2 separate regions of the Gossypium arboreum genome follow, and region 2 is linked to region 1. The links are chromatin contacts, called in public Hi-C maps. All regions are on one chromosome and are shown on one strand. The core of a region is the stretch at or near the end of the contact, and the rest is flanking DNA. Distances in the headings are between cores, read along the strand shown.

The links. A called contact is a pair of places that touch in the nucleus more often than the background predicts.
Region 2: a Hi-C map of leaf shows a contact between it and region 1, with 2.6 times the contacts expected there. The contact joins the enhancer-like site here to the promoter of LOC108453595 in region 1. A contact is called at or near these places in 2 of 5 Hi-C or Micro-C datasets (both in leaf).

The regions. Positions count from the first base shown.
Region 1 is chr3:77,163,279-77,166,351 of ASM2569848v2, reverse strand. LOC108453595 (PHD finger protein ALFIN-LIKE 7-like) reads left to right here and starts at 1,317. Exons shown (of 6, transcript XM_053025756.1): 1 at 1,317-1,575; 2 at 1,685-1,860; 3 at 1,984-2,016. The coding sequence starts at 1,764.
Region 2 is chr3:77,725,188-77,728,157 of ASM2569848v2, reverse strand. LOC108452952 (zinc finger CCCH domain-containing protein 5) reads left to right here. Exons shown (of 9, transcript XM_017750771.2): 9 at 78-1,355. The coding sequence ends at 942. Among protein-coding and RNA genes, the nearest start is that of LOC108452952, 15 kb to the left of the region's middle. Within about 2 kb of position 1,502, at least 1 of the 2 cell types and tissues checked has an H3K27ac peak or open chromatin away from gene starts, as enhancers often do. A contact at or near this core is called in leaf, where this site is marked.

The sequences.
Region 1 (3,073 bases), core at 68-2,567:
AGATGTGGAAGCGTACCTAAATCCATAAATTCCTTGAAGCTTTTTCGGATCTTAGGGATTTGATCTTTCAAATTAGCACACAAAAAATTCAAAGAATATTTACAAAAAATTCAAAGAATATTTTCTCTCTCTTTCCTAAGGATGAGATATTAGAACAGTTATATTGTATGTAATTTTGGGACCGTAACCCTAATATATATAACTTTGGCACATTAGCCCTAATTTATAATTAGCCCATCATTAATATCTGACCCATACTATATTTAATAATTTAAAGCCCAATAAACCTTAACCAAATTAGATCACTTTTAATTTGGGCTAAATCATGATAGTAAATAATAACATGTAATTACCCTTATTATATATGTGATGTTCATATTTTCTAATATAGTAAATTTTAATATTATATATTTTTGTATGTGTATTTGGAATATTTCACATATAAAAATACTTGAAATATTTTACATATAAAAATAATAATGATATTTAAAATCATTATTTCATTTTATAATATTAGAAATCACCATACCCACAACATAGTTGGAGAAAATAAATATTTGACATATAAATATTATATAATTAAAAATAATGATATTTTCAATAATTATTTGATTTTATAAATAAAAGAGTTATTAATTAAAAATATGAATTAAAAAAAAATTGAAAACAATATATTTATTAATTAAAATAAAAAAACTTGAAACAACATGAAATAAAAAAAAGATGAAATCACTATTATAACTGTTTAACCAAATGAGCTAATGTGTTAAAAACATTAATTAAAAATAAAAAAAAAGTTTGAAACAACATGAAATAAAAAATACAAATATAAGTAAGAGAGAAATTGAATCCGAGGCTTAAAGACAACACCACTATTATTTAATCATCTGGCCAGAGAAGCTAATGTGTCAAAAAAGTCAGAATACACATTGTAGGACGCGAAAAACCAGCTAGAAACCTTAATTTATTTTTTTAAAAAGTGGAATATTCGTAAATTTTGGCCCCTATCCAAGAGGGCTAGGTAGCCCAGCCGACCCGATAAGCTCAGCTTGGCTTGGGTCTGTCTTGGATAGAGATTTTTGTACCTTGGACCCACCTAAATTCAAATTAATTAATTAAAATGTTGTTCAAATTTAAATTTAATTATTAAAATATATAAATGTGAATTAAAAATATAAATTTTAATATTTTATTATTTTAGAATAATAAAATGAGTTTTAAGGGTAGGTCAAGTCGGTGTGAAAACAGATTTAAGCTTGAAATATTTTTAAAATCAGGTACTTCTACTTATGATATATAAAGTATAAGTAATGTAACAAAATATCATACCAGTGCTGTATGTATCATTCCATAAAATGTAAATCATCTAGATGATTAAAGAAAATATAACTAAGAAATTAGTATATAAAAGAGAATAGATGAGAGTAGGCTATTAAATTGTAGGAAAAGGAATGGTATATGTATGCTTAAAAAGAAGAGTAAAAATGTTGCTGCAAGAGGAGGGCCACATCAATGAATCGTTCTAAAATTGGAATTTTTAGTTTCTGTTATCCGTGTGCTGCTCTCTTTCACAAAGTATATATATTATATTAAATATAAAATTTAAGTAAATCGCAATCCCACCTCTAATTCTATTCACAAAGCCAGCAGAAAACCCTAATTCTGATTTTCCTTTGATTTGTAGTTTGTTTGGTCCACGTACCAGTACGACATTAAGATTGGGTTAGTGAGGGCAAAAATCTAAACAGGAATTCAGAAAAGGAATGGAAGGGGTACCACACCCAATACCCAGAACGGTAGAAGAGGTCTTCAATGACTTCAGGGGCAGACGCTCTGGCTTGATTAAGGCTCTCACCACTGGTTCCTTCGCCTCTCTTTCTTTCTTTCTTTCGTTGTTGCTGTTATGGCTATTATGTATGTATATATATATATATTCAAAATTACAAACTAATTCAAGTAATGTCTTTGGGTTATTTTTGGCAGATGTTGATAAGTTCTACCAACAGTGTGATCCCGGTGGGCTATTTTTTGCTCTTCTCTGTATCTTCTAATTTTGCGGCATTTATTTTGTGTCTATGTTCGTTTTACTCTTCTCGAGTTTTCGTTCTTTGGTTAGCTACTTCTTATCTGTCTCTGCTAGATTTTCTTAATGTCTGACAAAGCACATATTTTATCCTGTTGTAGAAGCAGACTCTTTGACGAAAGCTAATATGAACGTCTCATTGTCAAATGTATTTAGCGAAAGCAGTTAATTTTGTCTCTTGCATGATGGCTGAGTGGTCAGTTAAATTGTCTAATTTCTAGTTCTTGATTTTGCGATATTTAGTTTGATCTTCAGTTCTGTGAGCCTCTGGTTTCCTTCTCGACCTTATCAATCTGTAAATAGGTCATGCTTGTTATGTCAACATGTTTTATGTGGAGTACACTGTAAAGAATTCCTAATTCAATTCACTTCAATCATGGGAGGCCATGTCGTTTTATCCCCCCCCCCCTCCTCTTTTTCTTTTATTGTTTTAGTCCTCATAGATTATTTATCATATCAGCCCCTTTTATTATTGTTGATGGCATCAAGTCTTGATGCATTTCCTACACTCTACTTGTTTCGCCTGCAAGGAGTTATATTGATGCTTTACTTTTCTTGCAAATGAGCTGTCTTTTGTTTTTGGTTTTGATAGAGTGACTGTTTTGCTAGTTAACCACTCTGGCAAGTGTCCATTCTCAGCGTTGAAAAAAAATTGAAGCCTGGATATGGAAGCTGTAAAATAACATGTTCGTCGAAATTGCCTAAACCTGTTTTTTTCGTTAATCTTTTCCTTTTCACAATATTCGAGATCATGATTTATTTACTACTAATTGACCTGCCCCCATGTTACTGCCTCAACTGGCTGAAGTTTTGCAATTATTTTTTTTGTTTCCTCAGAAATGTACTTTTCTTTTTATTTCATTTATGAGTTTTGGTCTGTTTGTTGTTAATATTAATATTAATATTTAAATTCTGGTGATATTATGATTACTTTTTCTGTTGTTTTGCATATTCTCTACATGTTTGTTAATGTGTATCCCTGGTCTAAAC
Region 2 (2,970 bases), core at 253-2,752, 560 kb before region 1:
TGGTTTAAATTTGAAGTCCATTTCGATACATCTGTTAAGGTTTGTTCTATTTCTCATTATTTTCTGATTCATGATAGGCACCGCTCTAGAAGATCAATATCCAGGGAGAGGGGCAAGAATAATGATAGAAAACAAAGAAAAGATTTAGATGGGAGATGTGATCGACAGAAGACAAGTTTAAAACGGGAACAAAACAGTGAGAGAATCCTTGATACCAGTTCTGATGGAGGTTATTCAGAAAGTGATATAGATGGCGCCAGAGATACTGATAAAATTAGAAGCCATTTTCATGCTAAGAGAAACTCAAAATGGCAGAGTGATTCATCAGAATACTTGGCTGATACGAACAGGGTCTATGAAGACAGAGAATGTCAGACCAAGAAAAGGAGAAGGCATCAAAGTAAAGGGGAATATGGAGGCAGTGTTGTCTGCATTCATGAAGATTATGGAGATCAGTTGGATAGAGACAGAGACAGTGGTAAAAGCTCAAGACACTATATCAGAGAATCATCCCTGAATGATTGGGGGGCTAGCAAGAACAAAATTCATGTTTCAGATTCACTTGTAAAGCAGTTGAGTACTGTCAGTGACAGAGAAAGTCATCATCATAATAGACAGAAAAGCTCAGGAAACCTGGACGAAGTTTTAGGACCTGATGATTATGGCAATGCTGACTATAGGACTCATGAGAGTAATTCTAGTGATCATGGGTCTGAGAGGAATAAGGGCAGACATTATGATCATCAGAGTAAGCGTTCACAACACTTGGTTGAATGTTCTGAACTCCTAGATGCTCCAGTTCATCAAGCAAAGTTGAAAGATAAACGAGACCTAAAAAGGGGTAGGCACTCAAGGCACAGGTATGAGGAGATCGATTTTTCCGATGATCGTGAGGGGAAACATCATGTAAAACGCAGATCTCATGGTCATAAAAGACGATGAGAAAAGGCCAAATAGGGATACTTAAATTCTAGCATCCACGAATAGAAAGCTTCTAATCTTATAATTTTTTTTTGAATTAGCTCTAGGATCCAAGGTGTAGCTTCTACGGTCGTACACAATCTAAAGATGTGGCAACTTGTTTAGGACCATATAGCACAGTGGAAGCAATGTAGAAAGGACGGAGACGTTAACTAGACTTGCACATGACCTTGCACGCTGGCATCCAATCTAAATGTTAATGTGATTATGTTTTACTTTGTGACAGCACAATTGTTTCCTTGGCTACTAGCTTGGTAGGCTTCAGTGGATAAGGTCAGAGTTTGTAACATCCCTTATCTGTCCTGGTTTATGGTACAAATAGATGTTTTTTTTAACACAAATGAATAAAAATTTTAAAGTTTCAATACTTTAAATATTTTTATAAGATCATATAATCCAGTTTACAAAAATTTTGATGCTTCAAAGACATCTTAAAATCATTTAGATGTTGTTTAGGGGTGGTAGATAGGAGGTGTTTGGGACTTATATGGACCTCCGAAAGTTGGAACGGGCCAAAACAGTGCGGCTGGCTAAGACTGAAGGAGAGCACAAGTACCTCTAGAGAAGTGTAGGTACTTCTTGGGACTGGTATTGTTGCATTTTGCTCACTATCCTCAAATGTTCCAAAACAACTAAGCAATGTATTGATACTTGGACCTTTGGAGTAAAAAATTTAGTTCAATTATATTCTACAACATCCCTAACTACCTACCAATATATTTCTACAAGTTTCAAATAATTATAAAACAAATTCTAAAACCATCTAGGCTCAATATACAAAAGCCATAAACACATTCAAATTAAATAACAAAATAAGACTCCATTACGAACACAAAATAATTTGAAATTACAAATCAATTACCAATACAAGATTTCATCTGTCTTATTGTCTTTATCTACATACCAAGGTCCTTAAACCAATGACAAAAAAAGATAAATACATTACACTCTTAAGTCTTAAATAGTGATGCGATGCTCCCAAGCTAGAATCACGATTACTCGGAAAAATCAAAATTTAAACACTTAAATAACTAAAGCGTGAGCTCGAAGAGCTCAGTAAGTACTCAATGATAAACGTACTTATCTTATTTCATTATTAATGATAAGCCCCTTAGAATATCAAGAGTTCATTTATGCCACAATTTAGCTTTTTTAGCAGATTCATTTTTTAGTACCAAATTATAAGGGCTAATTTACACATTGTTGATTCATTAGACGTTCATGTTTTTTAATGTGAAAATAAAATAAAATAAAATAAAAAATAAAATAAAGAACACACAAATTTTTACGTGAAAACCCTTTCGGGAAAAAACCACAGGCAGAGGAGAAGAAAATTTACTATGTCGAATTCGAATAAATACAAGAGGAATAGACTATGTCTATTTATAGGCTTGTAAAGCCATATTCTAGTAAGACTGAAACACCTTGTTCTAATTAATATAAAATAGATGGAGTTTAATAAGGTTTAAAAAAACCTTATTCTAAAATAAAATAAAAGAAGTGTAATTCTATATGGATTCTTCATTTATTTTATTTTACCACTGTATTTTATTTAAATAAGGATTCAGGTCACTTAATTCTAACAATCTCCACCTTGACACGAATTTTCAATGAACAAGTTCTTCATCGCGAACTCTCAACGAACAAGTTCTTCATTGCGAACTCTCAACGAACAAGTTCTCCAGTTTTTCCACAAAACCCCTTAAGGGCTTAACTTTAACAATGAATACTAACCATGTCTAAGCAATGCTCAAACTTGGTTATAGGAAGTGACTTAGTCATCATATCTGCAGGATTTTCATGAGTCCTAATTTTGCTCACAACTATATCACCACGAGCAATAATATCACGAACAAAATGATACCGAACATCAATGTGTTTTGTTCTCTCATGAAACATTTGATCTTTTGCTAGAAAGATGGCACTCTGACTGTCACAAAATACTGTGCTAATTTGAAGGTCTTCATTGAGTTCACTAAAGAGTCCCTT